Regions from separate parts of the Gossypium hirsutum genome. Here region 2 is linked to region 1. The links are chromatin contacts, called in public Hi-C maps. All regions are on one chromosome and are shown on one strand. Each heading gives the region's core, a stretch centred on a gene start, on an enhancer-like site or on the middle of the called end of the contact. The rest is flanking DNA. Distances are from core to core; before and after follow the strand shown.

Region 1 (4,794 bases), core at 1,710-4,209:
ATGAAAACAACGTTCCTTGTAAGTTGTGGATCTAGGATTGAAGCAAACACTTCCCTGCAATCAGAAAGAAGACACAATGGACGTTCTAGGCTTATAACGATATTAGGAACAAGAAAAGAAACAAAGAAAAAAAATGAAAAAAAAGAAATGGCTAAAATTTCTGGCAGATTTGAATCAAGGTTGAAGATGAATTCTTGAAGCTTCATTCACGGCAGCCTTGAACATTCAAAGATGGTAGAATTGATGTAGAATATTGCTGGAAATTTAGAAAAACGAAAAACTCGAAAAAATTCGGACAATATGCTAAACGAACCTGAATCGAATCTGTTCTTCGTCAACAGACTTGGACCCACTAGATAGCAATCTAGGAACCCAAAGAATCAAGTAAAATTGACACAACAAACACATTCTGATATGCTAAGAAAGTTTGGTGAAAAACCGAAGTTTGAGAGAAAGTCTCACAAAGATTATATTTCATTCAAAGTGTTTACCTTCTTACATTGTTTTTACACATATAGATGAATAACAAGAGGTGTATGGCCAAATTTCCTTGTGTGGCTGAAAATAGAGGATTTAAAATTTCAAATTTTAAACTCCTAATAACTCCTAAAATGGGCGGCATTTTATGATAGCCTTGTATTTGAAATTTGAAATTCAAACACAAACTACTTGATCTTATCCTTGAAGTTGACACCAAGTAAGAAAAAGAAAGGGCTGCTCCAATTCTGCAGATAATGTACTCACTCATCCAAGCTGCCACGCGGATGTGTGAATGATCGGATGCCATTTGGGCTGCCACATGTGCACTGGTACACTCCCCGACTTGTAAATCATTATCCAGCTACTTCTGGACTTGCCAGCTGAAGTTGAGCTAGTGGAGCTGAAATTGAGCTGACGGAAACTGAACTGAGCTAGAACGAGCTAGCTACAAGTGGAGTGAGCTGACATGAGCTGGTGTAGAGTACTCTGAGCTAACTTGAGCTGAAGATGAGCTGCATATACACTCTTGAGCTAGTGTCTCTTCGAGTACCTAATCCAAAAGGCATAAACACTTATCAAAGTTTATGTAGACTTAATGTAACATAGTTTAATAAGTTGTAAAGAAGTGCACACTTATTTATTAACACCCAAACAACTTAGAAGCAATACAAACACTATCAAACCAATCCCAAAGCATACGTAGCATAATATATACAAACTTAAACACACAGAATGAATAGTATAACCTAAATATGTCACATATCAGCATGCAACACATTATAAATCCTATGTTCTAAGGCATAAACATGATCGAATGAATCTGGAATTGTAGCACAAGTAAGGAAAAGAACTTCCCTAAATTTTTTTGCCTTAGAACGGGTAATAGGTCCCAATGGTAAGACCTTTGGATCAGTTTCCTTGATTGGCATGAATGTGCTCACATCATAATCTTTAGAGCATAAGCCTCTACTTATATCAAAGCACAGTTACATACGCATGGTCAGTGGCTAACTCAGGATTTAGGTAAACCAAACCATAAATGTCATGAGTGAATTAATTCATAAACAGATTCAAAATTAATCCATCTTCGGTCTAGTCTGATGTATCATTTTGCTAATAAATACATCTATATCTCTACCGGTGAAGTCAACTATTTTGATAACCAAGGCTAGTCATCTCGTCAATTGGAATTGTAGACAACATAATAATCCTTCTCAATATTTGAATCAAATGCTCATTTTGATTCTTTTACGGGATTAAAAAAATTATTTAGATTATCTACTGAAGTAAATTGTCTTTCTCACAATGTAAACATTCTTACAGTGCCATTTGTCATTAGTTTGAACTTAGACAATCAATCAGTTAATATTTGCTTGCCTCAATTTTGCTATGCATGCAAAATATAAAAGATAGAAATACAAAAGACATAAAGTGAAATGTAAAATTTATTTATTCATTATTCAAATACATAGAAAACAATTACATGTTTACTATAATATAGACATATTTCCCAACAATTAATTATCCGATTTTCTTAAGTTTTCATTTTGAGCACCGATTTTTTTGCAAATTGGGCACCTCCATTAACAATAGTTTTCATTGTAATCACCTAACTTTATTAAGTTTTCATTTTGGTCACTTATTTACTTTTTAAAAATTATTTTTTATTTTTTAACAGAAACTTAATTTTTATAGGAAATTAAGTTATTCAGTTGTAGAGATGAAACCCAAATATTTCCTTATATCTCATTTCTCTATAAAAAAAACTTAAAATTTTATTGAAAAACCTTGATTTTTCCTCGAGGAAACTAAGGTTTTTTCTTTTTTTAAAAAAAATTAAAAGTTAATTCTAAAAAGGACCATAAATAAAGGAATTAAAAAGATAAAATTATTTTTCTTGTAAAAATCCAAATAATTTTCTATAAAACCCTCGGTCTTTTTTACTTGGAAAAAAATTAAAATTAATTTTAAAAAAGAAAAAATAATAAAATTAAGAAGATAAATTAGGCTTTCCTTATAAAAACTCAAATAATTCCTTGTAAAATCCATATTTTTTTCATTTTACTAGAAAAACTAAAATTAATTTTAAAAATATAAATAAAATTTAGAAAAAGGTTTTTGATTGTAAAAATCCGAAAAAAAATTTACTTTATAAAAACTCTTAAAACCTAGCTTTTTCCTATTTACTGGAAAAAAACTAAAATAATTCTAGAAAAGGAAAAAAATAAAATTAGTGATCAAAATGAAAATTTATAAACGTTGAGTGATTAAAATGAAAACAATTGTTAACAGTAGTGCTCAATTTGCAATTTTTCATTTTTAGTGCCCAAAATAAAAAATTTTGAAAGTGAAGTAACCAATATATAGTTTACCCAAGAAAAATTTTCATCTATGCAAAAATTTTGTGCACCAGTTAATATTGTTGGATTTGAGTAGCCGCGTAAATTGTTGAGCTATAAATTCAAACTCGGCCCAGTAATGAGTCCATGACTATTGAGTGTTACTGATTCACCTTTACGGCTGTAACAGAGAACAGAGTGAGGAAGAGAAAGAGGAAGAGGAGAGGGGGAATTGGAGCGGCTGAAAACAAGAAATCACAAATGAAGGAAAAACCCAGTCCCAAATAAACTAAGAAGGGATGCTTTGATCGCATGGCAGTGAGAAATATGAAAAAGACTTTGAAGTGGAAGAAGTTTGAGTTACTCTTCCATGTCTCAACTACACCTTCAAAACCCCAACCGCAATCATCGCATTCTTGCCACCTTATATTGTCATCATCTTCCTTTTCATCTGTGCCAAATCTAACTAACACTTATCTCAAATCAAAACCCCAAAGTTCTCCCACACTTACCCCAGAAGAAATCAGCAAAATCAACCTCCTCCTCCCACGTCTCTGCCTCTTTAATCACCTCCCAACTGCAATCCAGCTAACCACCACCGCTCTCACTCTCCCTAACCCTCCCCCCCATCCCAAGTCCCTTTCTCTTTCCATTCTCATTCACTCCCTCACTCTCCAGCCTGACCTGAAACTACCCATGTCACTCCTCACCCGCCTCTCCCGCAAGCACCCACCTCACCCATATCTAACGCCCATCTCAACCATGCTCATTGCCTCTTATCTCAAAAAAGACAGGCCTAAGGATGCTCTCAAAGTATACAATTGGATGCTCAGGCCCGGCTCTCCTTGTAATTGTATGGTCGACAAGTCTGCCTATGGGATTTTGGTTGGTGGGTTGTGCGCCAGAGGCTTGGTTCTTGAGGGCTTGATGGTTTTGAGGGATATGCTGAGGGTCCGTCTTTTGCCAGGGGAAGGTCTCAGAAGAAAGGTAGTTAGGAGTTTATTGAGAGAGGCTAGGGTTAGGGAGGCAAAGGCATTGGATGAACTTTTGCCTTGTGCTGGGGATCTCAACAAGGTGTTGGATTTTTTGGATCACCATATTGGAAATTGGTCGAACTAGCTAGTACCAGGTATGCGATTCTTACATATGCAATTAGGTTTTAATTCTTAAGTGCAGAGTGAGTTGAAAAATAGCACCAGAAATTGTTCATAGAGAAGAGAAGTAATCCGGGCGTTGGGCATTAAAGAGAATGATCAGTACTTGGGAAATCTTATGAGACTAGAAAATATCATGTCAATGTATCCTAAAGATAAGGACCCTTTTTTATGTTTATTTTATTTTTTGAATCATTATAATTTGATCATTTTGCTCTGAATTCTTTGTAGCACGCCTAATCCAATTAAGAGGAGAGAAGATGTTGGTTACTTGTTGAGCATTCATACTCAATTTTTTTTTTTTAGTAATTTTCTTACTTTTCAGATTTGGATATGTGCATTCTTCAAGTTTAGTTTTGACGAGAGCCCTTGTGTACAAAGTTTAGCATCTGCATTAGTCTTGTAAGACTTTGAACATGATTAATTTGATATTAGTTTTAGTCTATTTTAGAGATATTTTGTCGTTCTCTTAGATCAAATATATAATAATATTGAACTTGTGCATATTTGAGGCTTTGTAAACATAAATCTTGGAGACTTTTGAGTTGTTTTTGATTTAATGTTATGCTTGTTGTGGGATTCATCTCATGTGTATCTGTCACCTCGTTTAATTAGGCTTGACAAAGAGTGGTATCAAAGCCAGGTTTTGTGATTCTATGTTTCTTAGGATTAATGAGGCTTGACAAAGAGTGGTATCAAAGCCAGGTTTAGTGATTCTATGTTTCCTGGGATTCTTACTCCGATAATTATTTTGTTTGGCTTTGAATTTTGTTATGAGTATAAATTGTGGTGAAATTGATAAAAGAGTAACGATAAATTGC
Region 2 (4,794 bases), core at 1,372-3,871, 78 kb before region 1:
CAACTTTATCTAGTGAGTTTCTAATAATAATTTTTATTGAAAGCAAACAACATATGAGAATTCTTTTAAATTAAAGAATCTTCTGGTTCTTTAATGAATGTCCATATGAATTCATAATTAATTTTCGCATCATATACGATCGAGGATGGTTTAACTGGTCGCCCCAAGTAGTAAACGCATTTGTATTAGTAAACTTCTAGTTTACTTTAACATATGTTTCAATTGTATTAAATTGTAACAAATTGATAATTTTATTATCATTCCTTTTAATTTGTATCCACATATAAGTACTATTGTGACATTTACTACTGAAAATATCTAAATCAATGTGAGGTCTATAATGCCACCGAGTCAATAAATATAATTTCTAAATAATTGTATGCAATATTCGCTTCAAGGAATATGCCAAAATCTTCAAATGCCCAAAAATCTATTTTTCAGGTGTACAACAAGTACATAACCAATGACTTTTCATATATAAGTTTTCTCTCTTGTAAGTTCTCATCAGTAATATTTTACCACATAATTTTAATTGAGAACTTATTTTGAATACTGTAGAGTTATACTCACAATTTTTTAAAAAAACTTGCAACTTTAGATGCATCCAACTATAATAAGCTTTAGATAGAATTATCATATTCTATTGCTCATGATTAGATTTTTCACAGTTAAATATTTTGCTTTCAACCCTTTAATAGGGGTGATAACAAAAGAATATCATAAATATTATAAATTAATAACTCAATTCCCTTTTTTTATTCATATGAAATATAATCTTTTCTTTATTCACAATCTCAATATGAGATCCATTACAAATAACTTTTAAAAGTAATGCATTAATCATCACTAATTTTGTGCTTTTTAGATAGTGATATATTAGCTCTTCTGGAGCTTTCAACTAATTTTGTATTATCAAATATTGGAATAATATTTATTTGTTTTAGTACCAAATAAGATAAATACTTTCTATCTATAATGATAGAATTTATTACTACATTCTCGTATCCTTCCTCAAAGAATATTAACAAAAATAAAATATCATATGTGGCCAATAATATTTCATTTCACATTGATAACATAAGTTATCTTTACTCTTTGAAGAGTTATCTTGAGAACTCTTATTGTTCTCTTATTTATTACTATGTTCCCACTTTAGTGGTCCATGAATATATCTTTTATTTTCTTCATGTTTACATTCACTTCGAGGAATGTAACAAATCTAGTAGGACAGACTTATAAGCATCCCAATAGATTCTTTATTTCGTAATTACCATCGTAAACATACGTGATATTTCAATTCAAAATCTATCTATGCATATTGTCATTATTAGTCTCCCATTATAATAAACAATAAATAAAACATAGTAAAATATACTTGAAGATTTTTAACATCATCGTCATCACTAGAAGGTATGAGATAGTTCGAAAATATTCTTGATTTCATATAGATAACGATATCAAATCTTTCACCATCCTTAAGAACAAAATGTAAAAGAAGTTAATCAAAACAACGATAACATATAATGAAAGAAGAATGAAAAATAATAATCAGATATGAAACATTAAATAAAAGAAACTTCATGTAAAAACTTTGCATATTGTCGTCAAAGAAATTGAAAATCATGGAGGATAAATTTGATCGTCGATAAAAGGAACTATCACTTTGAGCAAGATTGTGCTGATAACGTGTTATAAAATAAAGAGAGATGGAGAGAATAAAGAATAAAGAATAAAGAATAAAAAAAATATGAAAGCAACAAAGAATGTACTTTATTAATCAAATGAGTGATTACAATGCTTTTAAAGTACATCAAAACTTTATCTTGATCATGATGGACATCCACTTAATAAGATATTCATAACAATTCACATATTATTGAAAATATTCAATATTAATATTTTAATAATAAATAATTATTACAATTATAAATATATTAATAATAAATGTTTTGTAGTATAAAAGTTAAAATATGTCATAAGTCTATGTACACTTCACAGATTTGTAATTTAATCATTGTACTTTTATTTTCAAGAATTTAGTCCATTTACTTTTCAAATTTGAAAATCAAGTACAATTGTTGACATCGTTAATTTTTTTTTTGTCAATTTTGTTGATGTCATATTTTTAAATAAAAAATACTCACTTAGTAGTTATGTAATTAAAAAATGATGTTATCAGATAATATTTTTAATATATGCAAAAACAATGTAAAATATAAAATTATAGATAAAAGTAAATTCAATTAAACAATGAAAAATAAGAAAATCTCAAATGTATATTTGTTTAATTGAAAAAACTTTTATGAAATATTTTTAAAAAATCTATCAAACAACATAAAATATTTTACACAGATTCATCCAAACACCAGAAAATATTAAATTTTCCAGAAAATTAAATTATTTTCCAGAAATCATTTTCCGGAAGTCATTCTTAATGAAACAAACGGAGCCTAATATTTAAACTAATTTCAAGTACAAATTGATTAATTTTGAACCCCAATTATAATTTTACTTGGATATTGAATAAAAAAACCCAACTTTGGGTAGTGTTGAAGGGCCCAATTTGATTTGGGAATGGTGGGATTCCGTTTTTGGTATTAAAAACCCACTTTAACTTGGGTAAAGCAGACCTCGTTTCTGGGCTTAAAGCTCATTAAGAATTTGTTTGGAATTTTCTTATTTGAGATTTAGGGTGTGTTTAGTATTATTTTTAAGAAGTATTTTTAGATAAAAATATTTCTAAATAAGTTATTTTTTGAAAGAAAAATACTTCTTCTAAATAAAAAATTGAGCTAAAAACACTTTTGAGAAATATTCTTAAATTAACCCTTAGTGACCTTTAGGGAAATTTCTTGGAGATCCAATATGAGAGGTGATTTTGTAGAGAGAACAGTGAGTTAAAAAAAAAAAAGCCTTTTCTGTCCAGAAGTTAGGAAGCTTCCAGAGCAGGTTCAATCCAGACTGGTTCTCCCAGCCCGAGCAGTTCAACAGAAAAACCAGAATTAGTGGCCCAAGCCCGTTCTGTCCAGACCAGTGTGCGGCCTGAATCAACAACAGACCAGGCCTTGTTACTCCTTCAATTTGGATCTAGTCGCTAGATCCATTGGGTATACGTTTAGATATTTATATAATTTATTACTATATTTTTGTATTTGCTTGGTTGTTTCAATATTTGGACATGGATTATGGTTCATCATGTCAAATTATGATTAGTAGTAACCAACAGTATGACTAATTTGATTATGATAAATAAATTTTTATTAATTTTGATGTGTGTTGGATTCCTCATAGTGCTTAATAGTTTTTGGAATCATCAAATTTGAAATTTAAAATATTTAATATATTTTAAAATTTGAATATGAAAAATTTAGTTTTGTTCATATGTTCTGTCAATTTAGCTTGTTGAATTTGTTTTTCAATTTTTTAAAAATAGTCGAATTTGACTATCAATCTTTCAAAAAGAGTAAAGTTCTTTTTTATAATGAAAATATTGATTAAAACATTAAAATTTTTAAGCATAGCATGACAACTTATGTGTACTTCATGTTTTTTTTTTAAAAAATTATAGACTTTTCAAATTTTTATTGTCACGCAAATATTACTGTCTTATTATTTAGTTGTCATATGATCAAAGGTGCAACTAAAATACTACACCATATGATAAATAAAATTCTTAGGACTAGTTCATAAAAGTTTCACAAGTCATTGGTTGTCCCAGTTGTCACACTTACACTAAAGGAGATCTTTATTTATTTCTAACTTTATTTGTGTTATTCAGTTGCTTACTTTCTTTTATAAAAGACTTATAAAGTTATTATATAATCTTAAGAGGAATTTGGAAGAATTTAGAACGATATTTGTCAGAAAAATTGAATAGTTTTAGAAGTAGTGCTGCGAGCAATGCCAATTATTTTAGGCATTGATAAAGAAAAAATAAGAATATTGCGATATGTCTACATAGTTCAATTTTCTTAAAAATAAGAATATTGCGATATGTCTACATAGTTCAATTTTCTTACATCTATGAGGCTTTTTACAGAGAGATAATCCACTATCTTAACATATATACAAAAAGTTATTACATGCTCCAACACTCACTAGAATAGAAACTTCACTTTTGTCCCTAAGATCTAGATCACTCTCTTCTAAGTTTCCACTATCATAACATCTAGATCACTTTTGAACCCAAGGATTTTGTTACCAAAATTTGGAAATGCTAGATACCAGTGTGCACTACTCTTAGGAACTTTTCATAAACTGCCACAACAACCTCTCCTTGTGGTAATTTTTTAAACAAAACCATAACAAGAAACATATACATCAATAGGAACAAATGTTCCCTTAAGTAACTCCCCCTTAATCAATTAAACTTAACTATTAACATAATCAAGCAAATTAACTATTAATGCTTTTAAAAGTGATGAACACATTAGCAATCAAAATACTTAGAATCATATTACAGTAAGTTAGATGAGAAAATGTTCATAAAAACAACAACTAAAGTACAACATTGTTTAACAAAACATCACCAAAATAAATAAAGTTTGTAGTCTTGAAATAACAAAAAGAAATCATCAACAGGTGCAATAACTTCTTACTTCCCCTTTTTGTTCACAAATCTACCAAAGGTCTATTGAAGTTATTTGGTTAACAAATCATTCCACAAGGCTTTGGCTCATCGAACATTAGCTTGAAGTTGAGCAACAACCCTCTCTTAAGAAGCTTTTCCAACATCCAAGTGGTATAGCATGCTTTGTTTAAATGCTGATAAATGCTTGTGAGTGTTAGGCTCAA

The links. A called contact is a pair of places that touch in the nucleus more often than the background predicts.
Region 2: a contact with region 1 is called in a Hi-C map of leaf, with 4 times the contacts expected there. The contact joins the enhancer-like site here to the promoter of LOC107927567 in region 1. A contact is called at or near these places in 7 of 34 Hi-C or Micro-C datasets (callus, cotyledon, fibers and 2 more).

Annotation. Positions count from the first base shown.
Region 1 is chrA12:9,961,883-9,966,676 of Gossypium_hirsutum_v2.1, reverse strand. LOC107927567 reads left to right here and starts at 2,959. Exons shown (of 2, transcript XM_016858663.2): 1 at 2,959-3,948; 2 at 4,205-4,418. The coding sequence starts at 3,132. The coding sequence ends at 3,938.
Region 2 is chrA12:10,039,693-10,044,486 of Gossypium_hirsutum_v2.1, reverse strand. No RefSeq gene overlaps it. Among protein-coding and RNA genes, the nearest start is that of LOC107927535, 5.3 kb to the left of the region's middle. Within about 2 kb of position 2,621, at least 2 of the 9 cell types and tissues checked have an H3K27ac peak or open chromatin away from gene starts, as enhancers often do. A contact at or near this core is called in leaf, where this site is marked.